2 separate regions of the Sus scrofa genome follow, and region 1 is linked to region 2. The links are chromatin contacts, called in public HiChIP or PLAC-seq maps. All regions are on one chromosome and are shown on one strand. Each heading gives the region's core, a stretch centred on a gene start, on an enhancer-like site or on the middle of the called end of the contact. The rest is flanking DNA. Distances are from core to core; before and after follow the strand shown.

Evidence for each region. HiChIP or PLAC-seq counts read pairs in DNA pulled down with a chosen protein or histone mark.
Region 1: a contact with region 2 is called in an H3K27ac HiChIP or PLAC-seq map of alveolar macrophages. The contact joins the promoter of CLK4 here to the promoter of LOC100620238 in region 2. A contact is called at or near these places in 1 of 47 Hi-C or Micro-C datasets (epiblast stem cells) and 1 of 2 datasets of contacts at active chromatin or transcription factors (alveolar macrophages).

Annotation. Positions count from the first base shown.
Region 1 is chr2:79,726,364-79,733,531 of Sscrofa11.1, reverse strand. It overlaps CLK4 (dual specificity protein kinase CLK4), which reads right to left and starts at 4,072. Exons shown (of 13, transcript XM_021084353.1): 1 at 3,915-4,072; 2 at 712-872. It also overlaps the pseudogene LOC106507310.
Region 2 is chr2:79,545,237-79,552,786 of Sscrofa11.1, reverse strand. It overlaps LOC100620238 (zinc finger protein 454), which reads left to right and starts at 2,813. Exons shown (of 3, transcript XM_021084340.1): 1 at 2,813-2,930; 2 at 6,849-6,938.

The DNA.
Region 1 (7,168 bases), core at 2,823-5,322, 180 kb before region 2:
TCACCTAACCTTTGTTTAATTATTTAGGAACTTTAAAACTCCTTCAATTCTATATAAATGTACTACCTCCAAATTTTACACTGGTTAGAATACAGTAAAACAGGACACATGCTATCAGAAATTTTTATTGAGGCCTTTCCCTAAAAATTACTGGCTACTGCCTAAGCAAAAGAATGGTTCTTAAAATAGTCAAGCTTCTAAAAAATCCAACCATCCACTGGTCTTATCTACAAATAAAACCTGCAGGATACAGTCTAAGTGACTAATCCCCAAGGCACTCAAATGGCACAAGATATTTTTCTCACCTGGATAACTCTTCCTTGCCCCTGAACTCTCATTCGTGGAACCCTAAACAAGTGCTCTCCTACAAACAAGATAAAGGCGCTAACCAGTCCTTTAATCATTTACTTTTGTGTGAGCAATCATAACTTACTTTCAAGTCTCAATGCCCCCAACTACATTTCTGGCAGCTGGGACTCAATTAGCTGTCTCCTACAGCTCCCTGACAAAGATATGAGGATAAGAACTCTTGTTTTACTCACAACTCAGCATCTACAGTGTCTAGCATGTAACTAATAGGCACTCAGTAAATATTTTCTGAATTTTTTAAACTAATTTAGAAAACAATTTGACAGATGAAAGCTACATAAGCTAATGACAAAGCATTAAAACTATTAGTGTTAAAATGCTACTAGTTAAAAAGCAATTTACCAATCAGATTCTTTAAACTGGTGATGTGGTTTACAATGTCTGTTCTCTTGTGTACTACTGTGGGATCTCCTCTTCCGTTTGTGACTTCCACTGTAGCTTTCATGTCCCCAGCTTTCTCTGCTATCCCAATCAGGGCAGTGAGTTCTTTTGGAATGCCGCATCTATGAATGGAAATGAAAAGTGAGTTGTGGAAGTTACAGACGGTTATGTTTAGTCAGTAAAATATTTTATATTAATATAAAAACACTCAGCATATGGGGGGGTCACAGAGGTTCTAAAATATTTGCAGGTAGCATTTCCAAGACATGGGGGCACTATTCCACGGTATGTCAGATGATTCTAAGTGGCATGCAGATCTAGTACTAAATGATTGGTAACACTGTGAGACCTTAATATATTTTCTTCCAATTCTTCTGCATAAATTCTCAGCTTGATGCTTGTGTTCAACTAACATTTGCTAACTGCCATCGTTCAGTAAACAACAATACCTTGCTAGAAATAATAACTTTTTTGGTTTTATTTTTATCATTACCTTTCTTTCTACCATCGTTGTTCTATGTTAAATTATTACTGATCTGCCAATTAAGTTGTTGATGTTATCAAATTATTAAGTTACTGACGTTAACTTTAAATCTGAGCTAATTTAAAACGAACATCACAAGTGTCATGCATCTTTGGCAAAATACTGTATTACAAATAACTGGAGTCAGAGAAGCACTTGGGGATACTAAATATAGGAGACAACTTAGTTTTAAAGGTAAAAAGCCATTAATAAAGCTTATTTTTCTCACTCAAAAAAAGGTCCTTTTTCTTAATCTCAGAATGACTCCAAACTTTGAAAACAAAAATAAACAGGGCATAAATGCAACACAATATTCCACAGAAAGAGCAATAAAAGAGTATTTTCTGAACTCATTTTCTCTATCCAACATATTTATTTTCAGATCATCCTGCAGCCATTCTTAAAATTAAACATATTTGTTGTAGATCTGGGAATGAACTTATAAGGATGAACATGTTCACACTAAAATCAGATGGTAACTGCAAAAATTTCCTGACTCCATCTACAACCTTATAGGTTCTTTCAGGATCAGGATCTCCCTCTTCCCTACTTAATTCTTTCACAAAACAGTTAAGTTTGAAACAATGATACCCAAACTGCTGAACAGGGGGAGTTTCACAATTCAGCAAGGAGCTGAAAAAAGGTAAATAAGAGCAAACCAGCTTAGTTCATTTACCTCCTTTAGTTTGCCCAAATGACTCAGTAACAAGCAAACAAATCCAGGTAAACATTTAAATGATTTCAAACGGATTAAAAAAGACTTTGAAATAAGAAATCTCCTGTGAGGTATTCCCTAAGAAAATCTAGCCACCAAATATGCAGATTTTTTTCAGTGACTTCTCTCGCTAATGCTATTTCTATGCCCATCAAGTATACTTCTAATAATGTAGCTTCTCTTTCAGCTTGCTTTTAAAAAGGAAGAGAAGGCACTGGTTAGGTAAAACAAAATTCTTAAAACTCTACTCAGGGTTTTTACTGGAAATTGATTTAAGTGAGCATTCTGATTTGACACAGAGTTACCTGAATATGGGAAACTGAAATAAATGACACACAAATTAACTTGAGTCAAAAGGTCATCAGAAATGCCATCAAAAAAAATTCTTCTTTCTAGAGGAATTCTCCTGACACTTCAATTACCCAAACTGTATTTTAACCACATAGAACTCTTTAAAATTGCTTAGTTAAGCATTCTTAAATTATAGTAAGCAAAATTACAACATCTGATGACTAAAGGTATTATTATGACTACTACAATGCAGTTTTTGCAAAATATATGTGCCTACTTCGGTTTTGCTTTTTCCTTCTACTGTCAGCCATAACTGGCTCATCTGTAACAAGGCAGAATTCTTAACTAGAATTATCAATATGCAAATAATAAACTAAGAATAAGCATCTTGGGAGAGCCAAAGGTTTTTATTTCTCTAGCTAAGTTCACTACTTTTAATTCAACTGTTAGGAAGTCCCCTGTGCGTCCTCTGCCCCCCTCCCCCAACTAATAATGCTCAGAAATATTACCTCAGGAGACCAAGAGAAAAATCCCAAACCCTGGTTACACAGACAAGGTTCTTTCGCATACACAAAAAAGAAAATCTAGAATTGTTACACCATCTCTAATTAATAAAGAATCCTACATGTTATAATCACCAGACATACTTCAATAAAAACAGCAGATAGAATAAATCTACGGGTTTATATCCATCTTAGGAATCTGATTCTCTACTGCCCTTTAACACTCTATATTATTGATTTAAGTGAGCATTCTGATTGACATATCTTATGCGGACAATTTTATGCACTCTCTCTATATTTAATGTGGCTAGAAATATCACAATTAGATGGATCCAAGAGGACTGCATTTAATAAATAACAAGAAGCCGAAGCCTGTGGCTGTATGTATGGAACACAATCACACAAACATAGCTATAAAATAGGACCAGGTGGTTGACCCAGGCAGTTTTGAATGCTGTTTCTTAAGGCTCAGACAAGCATATAGCGGTTGCTTAAGGATCAAGGACAGCAAGCTATACAAGTATCAGAAATACAGATCTGCCGCACAAGGGTAAGCTCCACCTTAGGAAAAATACAGTTCCGCACAAAGGATGAGCCTCTCAGTATTTCTGCCTCTCCCGTGCTCATTTCCACCATCCTGGACTTGCAGACTTGCAGTTCCTCGGACGCCCGGTCGCCGACCCCCGCCTACCCGCCCAGGGCCTTTGGCTCACTCACAGACAGGGACAGATATGCGACTCCGGAAAACACCCAAATGCTACCGGCGACCGAGACCAGGCACAGAGGGGAGCGCTGGGTCTACCACAACACAACCCCCCGCGGCTCTCGAAGGGCCTCCCGACAGGTCCTCGCTGTGGCCGACGGGAGGAGCAAAGGCCTCCGCAGCCTTGATGCGAGCAGCCTGAGCTCCCAGTGAAGAATAAGCAGCAGAGCCGAGGTCTTTCCGCCCTAGGACTTTAAATTTACCATGACATCTGGGCAACTTCAGGTTTTAAAAGCCACGAGCAGAGTTGTGCCGCGAAAGAACTCCGGTCGCCGAGGCCTTGAACCCGGTCGTTTTTCCGACACCTGGCTTTGACTCCTATAAGACTGGGAGGCCGCCCATCCCAGTACACCCCACCTGAAACGTTACCTCCGCAAAAGCAAAAGGCCTTTTGGCCGCGAAAGGCCGCCAAACCGCCGTCTTCTCTCTACAGGCGCTGCGACAAACACCCCACAAAATGGCGGCAGCGCCGTCTCCCTACAACCCCCCGGCAGCCTCTAGCACCACCTACAACCCGCGAACGCGCCTGCGTGACAGAGCTCGCGCGCTCCCGCCGCTCCCCCTAAAGGGCGGGGCTCCTGTGACGTCAGTGGCGGGCCCGGTCCGCCGCAACGCGTCTGCGCGGGGCAGGAGGTCCCCGCCCCGAAACCCGCCGGAGCTCAGGCGACGCCCTAGGTTGTTTTCGTTTTTGGAGTCTAGGTGAAAATTGGAGCGAGTGCCGGCGCACTGGCCTCAGCTGTGGCGTGTCTGTTCCTTCAGGAGAAGTTTTTGGGGTTTTTTTTTTGTCTTTTTGCCATTTTCTTGGGCCGTTCCCGCGGCATGTGGAGGTTCCCAGGCTAGGGATCTAATCGGAGCTGTGGTCACCAGCCTACGCCAGAGCCACAGCCACGCAGGATCCAAGCCGCGTCTGCAACCTACACCACATCTCAGGGCAACGCCGGATCGTTAACCCATTGAGCAAGGGCAGGGACCGAACCCGCAACCTCATGGTTCCTAGTTGGATTCGTTAACGACTGAGCCACGAGGGGAACTCCAGGACGAGTTATTTTGAAGGCAGCACCTCTAGGCAAAGCCAACAATGGCTCCTTTTTCTGCTCTTCAGCCTTTGGCACTTTGGCTGCCTGCCCTCCGCCTACCCAAGGACCTGAACTCTAGACACAGTCACCACAAGAGAGATAAGCCCCCAGACCCGCTCTGTGCCAGGCCCAGGTTGGCGCTGGGGGCAGTTCAGTGAACGAGATTGTGTAATTCAGTCGCTTGGAACTTCTGTCTAAAAATGGGCTCGAAGAGAATGTCTCGGGAAATAAGCTCAGGGGTGCTTATCTTTTTAAGGCCTGTGCACAACAATATCAAAAGAAATTTAAACTGGGACTCCTTTCAAGGTTTTTCCTGTTGTGCCTGGGCAGGATTTGGTAGCTGGAAGTTTCCCTAACAAAGGTTACCACATTATTTGTCCCTATGGGTCAGTTTTATTTAACCAAGGCAGAATAATGTCTGAGAGCTAGTAAGCCCCATTAAGGAGCTTGCTTACCTCAAGGTGTTTTGCAGTTTCTAAGAATCCCTAGTTTGCCGTTGTGAGCCTGTAGAGAGAGAAGAGAGAAAGCCAAAATCATTTCAAGGGACAGAGAGCCTGAGCAGGAATGACCAGAAGGAGAGGAGAGCCAAGAGTATGGTGTCAGAGCAAGCCTAAAGGAGGGAAAGCTTACAGTGCCAAATGCTAGGAAGGAGTCAGGAACTTTTCTGCTAGTACTGAAAAGTGTCAAGGGGATTTCACGTTCTGAAAAACAGTCAATAAAAAAAATCAGAAATCAAATATAGGAGGGCAGAGTTGAACCTCCCAATTATATGGGTCTGTACCTTGTACTTTTTAACCTTGTTAAGTGAAAGAAGGGCACTGTTATTTCGTGATATGACATCACAGAAACTTGTACAACCTCCTTTGGATAAATTGAATTGTTATGGAGATTGTCCCCGCACTTCAAGAAGTGAAGTTGAAAAGATTACTTGGAAGTGAAAATTCTTTATGCTGTAGAATGAAACAGGCAATGTCATTCTCCTCAGCTGGAACAGTCACCATTTCTGCATCTACAATTTTAAATCTTGCCCATCCTTCGAGGTCCATCCGTTCCTGCCTACATCAGTTCCCATCCTTCTCCCTACTCTTGACTACATGGGTTAGAGATGAAGTCCTCAAACAGTTGGCCAAGGCACACAGGTGTACCTGGAGCTTCCAAAATATGGTGACCAATTCTGCCCATAGAGTGAAATGTATTGGTTCTACAACTAACACATACTATTTCAGGGACATCTAACAGTTAGAATGTTGAGCTGAGTGGACTGAACCATCTTGCAAGGTAAAGTGGGGCTCCACTTGAGGCATACAGAGGCCAAAATTAAACTGGCACCAGAGAAAATCACCCCTTTTTTGCTGGAGCATGAAAGATCTTTGTCTTTTGAGGATATGATATTGTGGTCAGGACAGCACAGTTTTGCTCAAACAGCAATATAAAAGTTAAAAGACAGCCAAGTGGAAAGGCCACCTACAGAGGGATTTACAGACATTGCAAAACAATATCACCCAGTAGGGGAGTCTGCTTCATAGTTACTGCTGTCTTGTTTTAGTGTCATTTTGAGTATTTTAATTAAAGTGTGCCACCAAAGGTCTAATATTTAACTGGTGATCAGAAGGAGATTGAGAATGTCCTATGACTAGCATTTCTCTGTTATACATATGGTGTTCCCAGGTACTCTTGTGGCTTGTGTGCTTTGGAGACAAGGACTTGGTTTGTATTATCATTGGTATCTCTCCACCTACAACTCAGTACATATTTGTAGGTTGTTTACATAAGCTGCTCAGTTGGTTCAAGTTGGATTAAATCAAAGGTAGAAATTTACACCCAGAATCCCTGTGCTAGTTGGCTTAATAATCTTCCATGGCACCTCAACCCGTTCTATTAAATCAGTTACCTGGAAAATGAACACCTTGGGTTGGAGGACTTAAAAAAAAAATCAAAGTTTCTAAGAATCTACTACCAACACCAGAATGACTACCTAATACAGTAGCTTCATCTCAACACAAGAACAAGCATGTCTAAGAAAACTTTAAGTTAAACCAGGTATAAAAAAGCCTTAGCTTTGAAGAGCAACCAGAGGAATATTATTATCATATATTCTAGATCAGAGATTCTACAGGTTTAACTTCAGACAATCATCTCTGAAAGCACAGTTCAAGAGTAAAAGTTTATATTGTGTAAATTAAGTTGAACAAAAGTTTTATCATCTGTATGGAGAAACTCTGACAAAGGTAACAAAGATATAAACCTTTACAAAGGTTATAACTTCTGTTTTAAGTTGCTATTACTGATAATTACCAATTAGATTTGGTATTTAATTAGATTTTTTGGTGTGTTTTTAGGTATTAATTAAATAATTAAATACTCATTATGTGCTAACTGCTGTGTATACATGATCTCATTTAATAGTCTAAACAACCCTGTAAAGTGATGATCATTGGTTTCTTGCTTGAGGTCACAGTGATCAAGTACCAGAACCAAAATTCAACCTCAAGCCTTACTTGCTTCAAAGCTCTTGTGTTTAACCCATTCTATGATTTCCACCCATTC
Region 2 (7,550 bases), core at 1,564-4,063:
AACTGTATGATTAGAACTGTGTTTTCACTAATTTTGGGATACAATATTCTATGTATTTGTCCATTAAATCAAACATAGCTTTGCTCTTCAGCTATTCCATATCTTTATTAATTTTTTGGGGGGGGTGAGGATTCTATCAATTACTGAGATAGTTTAAAAATAATGGATTTGTCAATTCTCTGTTATTCTGTGAATTTTTGCTGCATATATTTTGAATCTCCATTATTAAAGACACAAAACTTTATGACTTTTTTTTCTTGGTGAATTAACTCTTTGTTATTGTTGTATAAAACAGTATCTTCTCTACCTCTAGTAATAGTTTTGGCCTTAATATTTTGTCTGTGTGTGTAAGAGAGAGAAAGAGACCAGGGAACTCCTATGCTAACTTCCTATAGTTAGTATTTGCCAGGTATATCTTTTTCCAAATTTCTACTTTTGAGGTTTGTGTATTTTTGTCTAGCATATAGCTAGATTTCCAAAACTGTAGTCTCACAGTACTTTCGACTGGAAAGTTCAGTCTATGTGTATATGTAGAGATTACTAATAGACTTGGATTTATTGCTACTATTTTCTTATGTATTTTTTACTTATCTAAATTTTTACATTTGTTGGTTTTTGGATTTCAGGGGGTTGGGGTTTTTTGGGTCCTTGTTTCTCTCCCTATTCCATCCTCTCTGCCTACTTGTTAGGAAATTGTACACTCTCTTAAGGGTTTAATCAGGGGCCATTTCCCTAGCAGAACAACCACAATGTATGCTGTTTCTAATGTAAGAATGACCTTATAGTCCTGGAGCAACTAATTCAAGGTATTTGTCTTAGTATAGTGGTAGGTTTTTACTTTGGTTCTGTCTGGGTTACTTTCACTTGATTAAATGAATTGTGAAGATTTTCATGTTTTGCAATATTTTAAAATAGCTCAGACAGCTCTCAAAGAGAAATAGAGTTGGACACTAAAGCCTTTTTTTTTTAAATGGCCACACCTGAGGTATATGGATGTTCCCTGGGCCAGGGACTGAACCTGAGCTACAGCTGGGGCAATGCCGGTTAAGCCACTGCACCTGGACAGGGATCAAACCCTTGCCTCCTCAAGGGTGACCTGAGCTATTGCAGTAGGGTTCTTAGCCACTGTGCCACAGAGGGAACACCAAGACATGATTTATTCAGTACTGTTGGTGGGGGGGGGGCATGTCTGGAGCACACAGTAGTTCCTGGGACAGGGATTGAACCCTTGCCACAGTAATGATCTGAGTCACAGCAGTTTTACAATGCCAGATCATTTAGCTGCTAGGCCACCAGAGAACTTCTTTTATTCAGTACTACTGCAGAAAGGGAAAGAGGCTTCAGTAAAAACTGAACTCAACTCCAATATTGCAAAGAGCTGAGGATTTACAGCTCCAACAAGCAGAGTAAGGAGAGGTCAGTGGATGGAAAATCACGAAAAAGAAGACAGAAAACACAGGGGATTCTTGCTAATCTAGCCTAACAAGATTCCCAAAGGCCAAGGACTTAGACATTAAGAGTAGGGGATGAGGAATTTGATCAGATATCAAGAATGGGAAATTCTTGGAGTTGCCTTTGTGGCTCAGTAGAAATGAACCCCACTATGGGCTTGATTTCTGGCCCCACTCAATGGGTTAAAGATCTAGCCTTGCTGTGAGCTTGGTGTAGGTCACAGACATGGCTGGGATCTGGTGTTGCTGTGGTTGTGGCTTTGGCTGGCAATTGCAGCTCTCATTTGACCCCTAGCTCAAGAACTTCCATATGCTGCAGGTGTGGCCATTAAAAAAAAAAAAAAAAAGAGAATGGGAGATTCTTTAAAAAAAGAAAAAGAGGAGTTCCTATGGTGGTGCAGAAGTAACGAACCTGTCTCATATCCATGAGGACATGGGTTCAATTCCTCGCCTTGCTCAGTGGGTTAAGAATCCCACATTGCGTGAGCTGTGGTGTAGGTCACAGATGCAGCTTGGATCCCTAGTTGCAGTAGCTGTGGCATAGGCCGGCAGCTACTGCTCCAATTTGACCCCTAACCTGGGAACTTCTATATGCTACGGGTGCGGCCCTAAAAAGACAGAAAAGGAAAAAAAAAGGAAGAAAAGGAAAGCTGACTTAGCAGGATTCTTGCTAAAACTGGGCTCCACAAGCAAAGGACTGGGCCCAAGCAGGAGGTCTAACAGAGAAAAGGGTTCAACAGAACCTTCCTAAAGCTTGGTCAAAGGTTGAGTCTTTGCCACACCAACAGAAAGAGGTACAGAAAACTAGCAGTTCTTTTTGGAAAAGCAGATATTACAATCTAAGCTACCATATTGATCAAATAACCAAATGTCACATTACTTCTCCAAATTCCAGAGGCAGATCTAGAGTAACTAACTCTGGCCACACATTTACCAGAGATTTTTTTTCCTGCATTCTATACAGGGGTGCTTTTAAGGCAAATAGAGCATACACTGAGCTAGAAAGAAGTTACAGTAATCACCATTCATGGAGAGCCCGCTATGTATCTGGTATGTTTCTACATCCATTCACTCTCCAGACAACTTTGCAAAGGACTCCTCTAGGCTCCCTTTATTTCAGAGAAGGAAAATGAGGCTTCGCCTGCTTCGCCTGTCTGCCCTTTCTCCCCTACCCGCGGCTTAGGAACCGACAGGCTCTAACGAGAGGCTTCTCTAGGGTAGCTTGGGTAAGGTCGCCGCGCAGTCCCCTCCCGGTTTGCCAAGCCACATCTCCACCAAAGCGACGTAGCCAATCCTAGGAGCCACCACCTTCCGTCCACTGGCACCGCCCTGCGCCCCTCCCACCCAACCCCCGTGGCGGGCCCGCGCCTGCGCATTCCGACGCTCGCGCCGCGCCCGGGCAGCTTTGTGGGATTTGTAGTGAGGCGCCGCGCTGGGACGTATTCGTCGGCTGGCTTCTCCCGCGGCAGCAGGGAGAGGGTGAGTACTGGGCCGTGGCGAGAGACGCCGGGGCAGGCGGACGCTGGAGGCCTGGGCAGGAGGAGTCCGGCCCGGCCCGGCGAGGCTCCTTAGCGGCAAGGGCGGGCGGCCTATGGGCCGCGACCTCCACTCCTGCGCAGCGCTGGGTCCCTAGCTCCAGGTGCGCCTCCTCTCGCCCTGGGAGCCCGGCCGGGTGGGAACGCCAAGAGCTGAGGGGCTAGACGCCGTCGTTCCGCCACCTGTCCCGGCAGCGGCGAGGGTAGGGAACTGGGCCTGGCGGCCCCGGGGCTGAGGGGCCGGTGAGGGGCCGAAGGTTCTGGAAGTCGCTGGGAACTTGGGTTCCTCCCCGCTGTGGGCTTTCCCTGGGACTCTCCTGGAAAGTCTCCAACCATGCGGGACCAGGTGAGGGGTCTCCGGGCGACGGCACCTGCCCTTCGTGGCAAGTTCGTGGGGGAGAACACGCAGTGAGGCCGAACAAACCGAAACGTAGGAGTTGGGAACAGAGAAAGGTTTATTGTCAGCGGCCATTCAGGGAGATGGGTGACTCGTGCTCTGAAAAGCCCCGAACTCCCCGAACTGGTTTTGTAAAGGGTTTTTCTTTTTTTTTTTTTTTGGGCCGCGCCCGTGGCATGCGGAAGTTCCGGGGCCAGGAACTGAACCCGAGCCACAGCAGTGACAACGCGGAATCTTTAATCCTAAGTGCTAGGACACAGGGAAACTCCTATAAAGCATATTTTTTAAAAGCCAGGTGGTGGTGGTGGTGGTGGTGGTGGGGTTGTCTCTGGGTAAGGGATCAGCTTCAGTTGAATTCTTTGATTGGTTGATGGTGAGCTAACAGGGTGGTGTCACAGGGGTTAACCTTACCAGTCCTTAGGCTCCAGGAGGTGGGGGGTGGGGGGGGTCCGGCCACGTGCTCGGAGTCATCAAGAAATTAATTAACACCTTCTATTTGGTGGTGGTCGGGGGTTTCACATTTGTAAAACAACTCAGGAAATGTGTTTCACTTACTGTTGTCTAGGTACTTGAGAGCGAAGCTAAAGCCGGGGCGGCGGTGGGGGGGAGCTATGGGGGAAGGGCTTGTCCCCGGGGAAGGCCCCCTTGGGTCCTGCTCTGTTACAGTTTGTAAGCGGTAGCTCAGGACGGCCCTCTGATTACGAGGGGCGATGCCATGGACTCCCCTTAATTCATATCTCATTAAGAATGAGGAGGCCAATCCTGAGCAGATTTCTACTTGAGGGAATCCTTTTCTCCCCGCCCCCCCCTTTTTTTGGCTGCGCCCACGGCATGCGGAAGTTCCCTAGCCAGGGATCAAACCCAAGCCACAGCAGCGACAACCGCTGGATCCTTAACCCGCTGCGCCACCAGGGAACGCCTATAGTGAACTTTTTTTGGTAAGAGGAAAAAAAAAAAAAAAAAAAAGGAGTGGCGTACGTTTGATCCCTGGCCCCGGAACTTAACACTTGCGGTGGGCACGGCCAAAATTTTTTTTTAAAAAGGTCAATATAGGACAATTGAAAGATTCAGAGGAATGAAAATGAAGAAAATCACTTGAAAATCTTCACTCTGTTATATGTGTATAAGCATAGAAATACCTCTGAACAAATAAATGGATATTAGTATACTTTTCTCCATTAACTTTAAAAAATGAGTTTTGGAGAGTTTCTGCCCAGCGGGTTAAGGAACTGGTGTTGTCTCTGGCAGCCTAGTGGGTTAAGGATTTGGCCTTGCAGCATCTGTTGATAGCAGCTGCAGCTCAGATTCGATCCCTGGCCCAGGAACTTCCTTGTGCCAAGGATGTGGCCAAATAAGATTGAGTTATGGAATATATTTGTAAGGGGTTTAAAGTGCACAAATCGTACGCTCTGTTATTTTTTAATAAACGTTTTTATCTGTGTAAGTACCACTTAAAATGCAGAATAAACTTAATATTTTGAAAATAGTTACTTAAAAATTTTTAAGAACAGTTGTGAATGAACATGAGGATGTCTGCTATACTTTTTTCTTTAAGGCCTTTGTGTTCTTTTTTGTTTTCTAGTTTTATAAACTATATAGGCTATCTGGCTACATATATATGCATTCTTGTCTCATTCTGTAAATTTCTTCAAGTGAAATTTCTGGGTCATACTGAAATGCTTTGATACCTCCTGTCCTATACTCTCTTTTTAAAATCAAATTTTTAAAAAAATTTTCTATTTTTTACTGTTATTTTTTTTAGGGCCCCCCCATGCAGCATATGAAAGTTCTCAGGCTAGGGGCTTACGCCATAGCAACAGGGGATCCGAGATGCATCTGTGACCTACACCCCAGCTTCTGGCAACACCAGATCCTTAACCTAGTTAGTGGGGCCAGGGATCAAACCTGCATCCTCATGGATATGAGTTGGGTTCTTAACCCTCTGAGCCACAATAGGAGCTCCATTTTTTATTTTTATTTTTTGTCTTTTGTCTTTTTAGGGCCGTACCTTTGGCATTGGAGGTTCCCAGGTTAGGGGTCTCATTGGAGCTGTTGCCGCTCTGCCCCAGAGCCACAGCAACGCCAGATCCAAGCCAAGTCTTTTTGACCTGCACCACAGCTCTTGGCAAACCACTGATCGAGGCCTGGGATGAACCTGAAACCTCATGGTTCCTAGTCGGATTGTTTCTGCTGCGCCACGACAGGAACACTCTTTTTTTTTTTTTTTTTTTTTTTTTTGTCTTTTTGCCATTTCTTGGGCCGCTCCCGCGGCATATGGAAGTTCCCAGGCTAGGGGTCGAATCGGAGCTGTAGCCACCAGCCTATGCCAGAGCCACAGCAACGTGGGATCCGAACCTTGTCTGCAACCTACACCACAGCTCACGGCAACGCCGGATCATCAACCCACTGAGCAAGGGCAGGGACCGAACTCGCAACCTCATGGTTCCTAGTTGGATTCGTTAACCACTGCGCCACGATGGGAACTCCGGAACACCCATTTTTTAATTTTTGGCTGGGCCCATGGCATGTGGAAGTCCTTGGGCCACTGCAGTGACAATGCTGGAGCCTTTACTGTCTGCCCGCAGGAGAACTGCATTTTGTTTTTAAATTGTGTGACTGATACACAAGTATATTTCCTTTCTATGTAGAAATATATTTTCGTATGTTCAGAGCAGGAAATCTTCTTATTAGGGTCTTTGGCATCATTGTTGGGGGGGGGGTCTTCTATTCCATATGTCTTAAAAATGTTCATATTTTCTTTCAATACTTGAGTTTCATTTTATGTGCAAATTCTTATTTTCCAAATAGTAAGCTATTTTTCCATGTTAATGAGTCATTCATTCTTCATTGTATGTATTTTTTCCTGAACTGTTGTGTTGGTAGGATTTTAATTTGTTCCATTAACCCTTTCCCCTGTTAAGACTATAATATCCATGAGAGTAGGAGTTTATATATGTGTGTATATATATATATATATTCATCCCTTGCCTTAATGGTGACTGGTACAGTAGGTGTCAACCATACATTTGGTGAAGGAGTAATTTTGCTTATTGAATAACACCATGTTCCAGTTATCATGGCTTTATAATGTCTTGTGGAAAAGTTCTCGCTCATCACTATTCCCTTTAAGAAATGCCCTGCCTGTTGTTGTATAACACAATTAACTTAAAAAAAAAAAAATCCTTTCCATAGTAAACTTTACAGAGTTATTATTTATGTATAACTGGTTTGGGAATGTGTTTATAAATTTCAGAGAAGTGACAAACTAGGATATCATGACATCCTATTCAGGAATATGATATGTCTTTGTTCAGCTTTCATTATATACCTTAAAAGCTTAGTAAATAAGAATGATAGTTTTCTTTATGCGGACACCCTCCACTTGATGATTTGGCTTATCTGTAGATATTATATTTTTTTTGTTGCTGCAGGAGTCTTCTATCTCATGTCTTTTCCTTCCCTCAGCTCTGCCTTTCCTCAGTATCCCCTGGGAAGGACCTCACAAGAAGGAATGAGAAGGCAGTGGCTGCTGGGCCTCTACCATTGGGAGTTCAGGTGAGCTCATTTTTTTCCCCCGCTACTCCTTGCTTCTATACTGTAGGTGGGCCTCACTGCGGAAGACAGAGCTGTTGAGATCTCTGAATGTTGGATGTTTTCCACAAAGCCCCCGTCACCACCGATCAGCTCTGTTCTCAGCTTCCTGGTACTTATTCATTATTCAGCTGGATGCCCTGGCCTGTTGGGCAGTTGGTATTGTTTGAGGGTCATAAAAGGAACAAAAGTTGTGTGAGATATGGTCCTGGTCCATATAGGGCTATGGACTCTGAGGGAACATACAAGGAACAGTTAGGATGATTGCACACATATATCCTAATAAGAATAAGTATGGTTAAGTACCTAGATTTTCAGTGTTCCAAGATATGAAGAAAGACCAGTGTGATGACCAGAAGAAGTTGTATTGGATAGGGATACCTGGAGAGAATTTACTGTAGTGGAGACAGTGTCCCAAATTTACATTCCTTGACTGCCATTTTTTTTTTTTTTTTTTTTTTTTTTTTGTCTTTTGTCTTTTGTTGTTGTTGTTGTTGTTGTTGTTGTTGCTGCTGCTATTTCTTGGGCCGCTCCCGCGGCATATAGAGGTTCCCAGGCTAGGGGTTGAATCAGAGC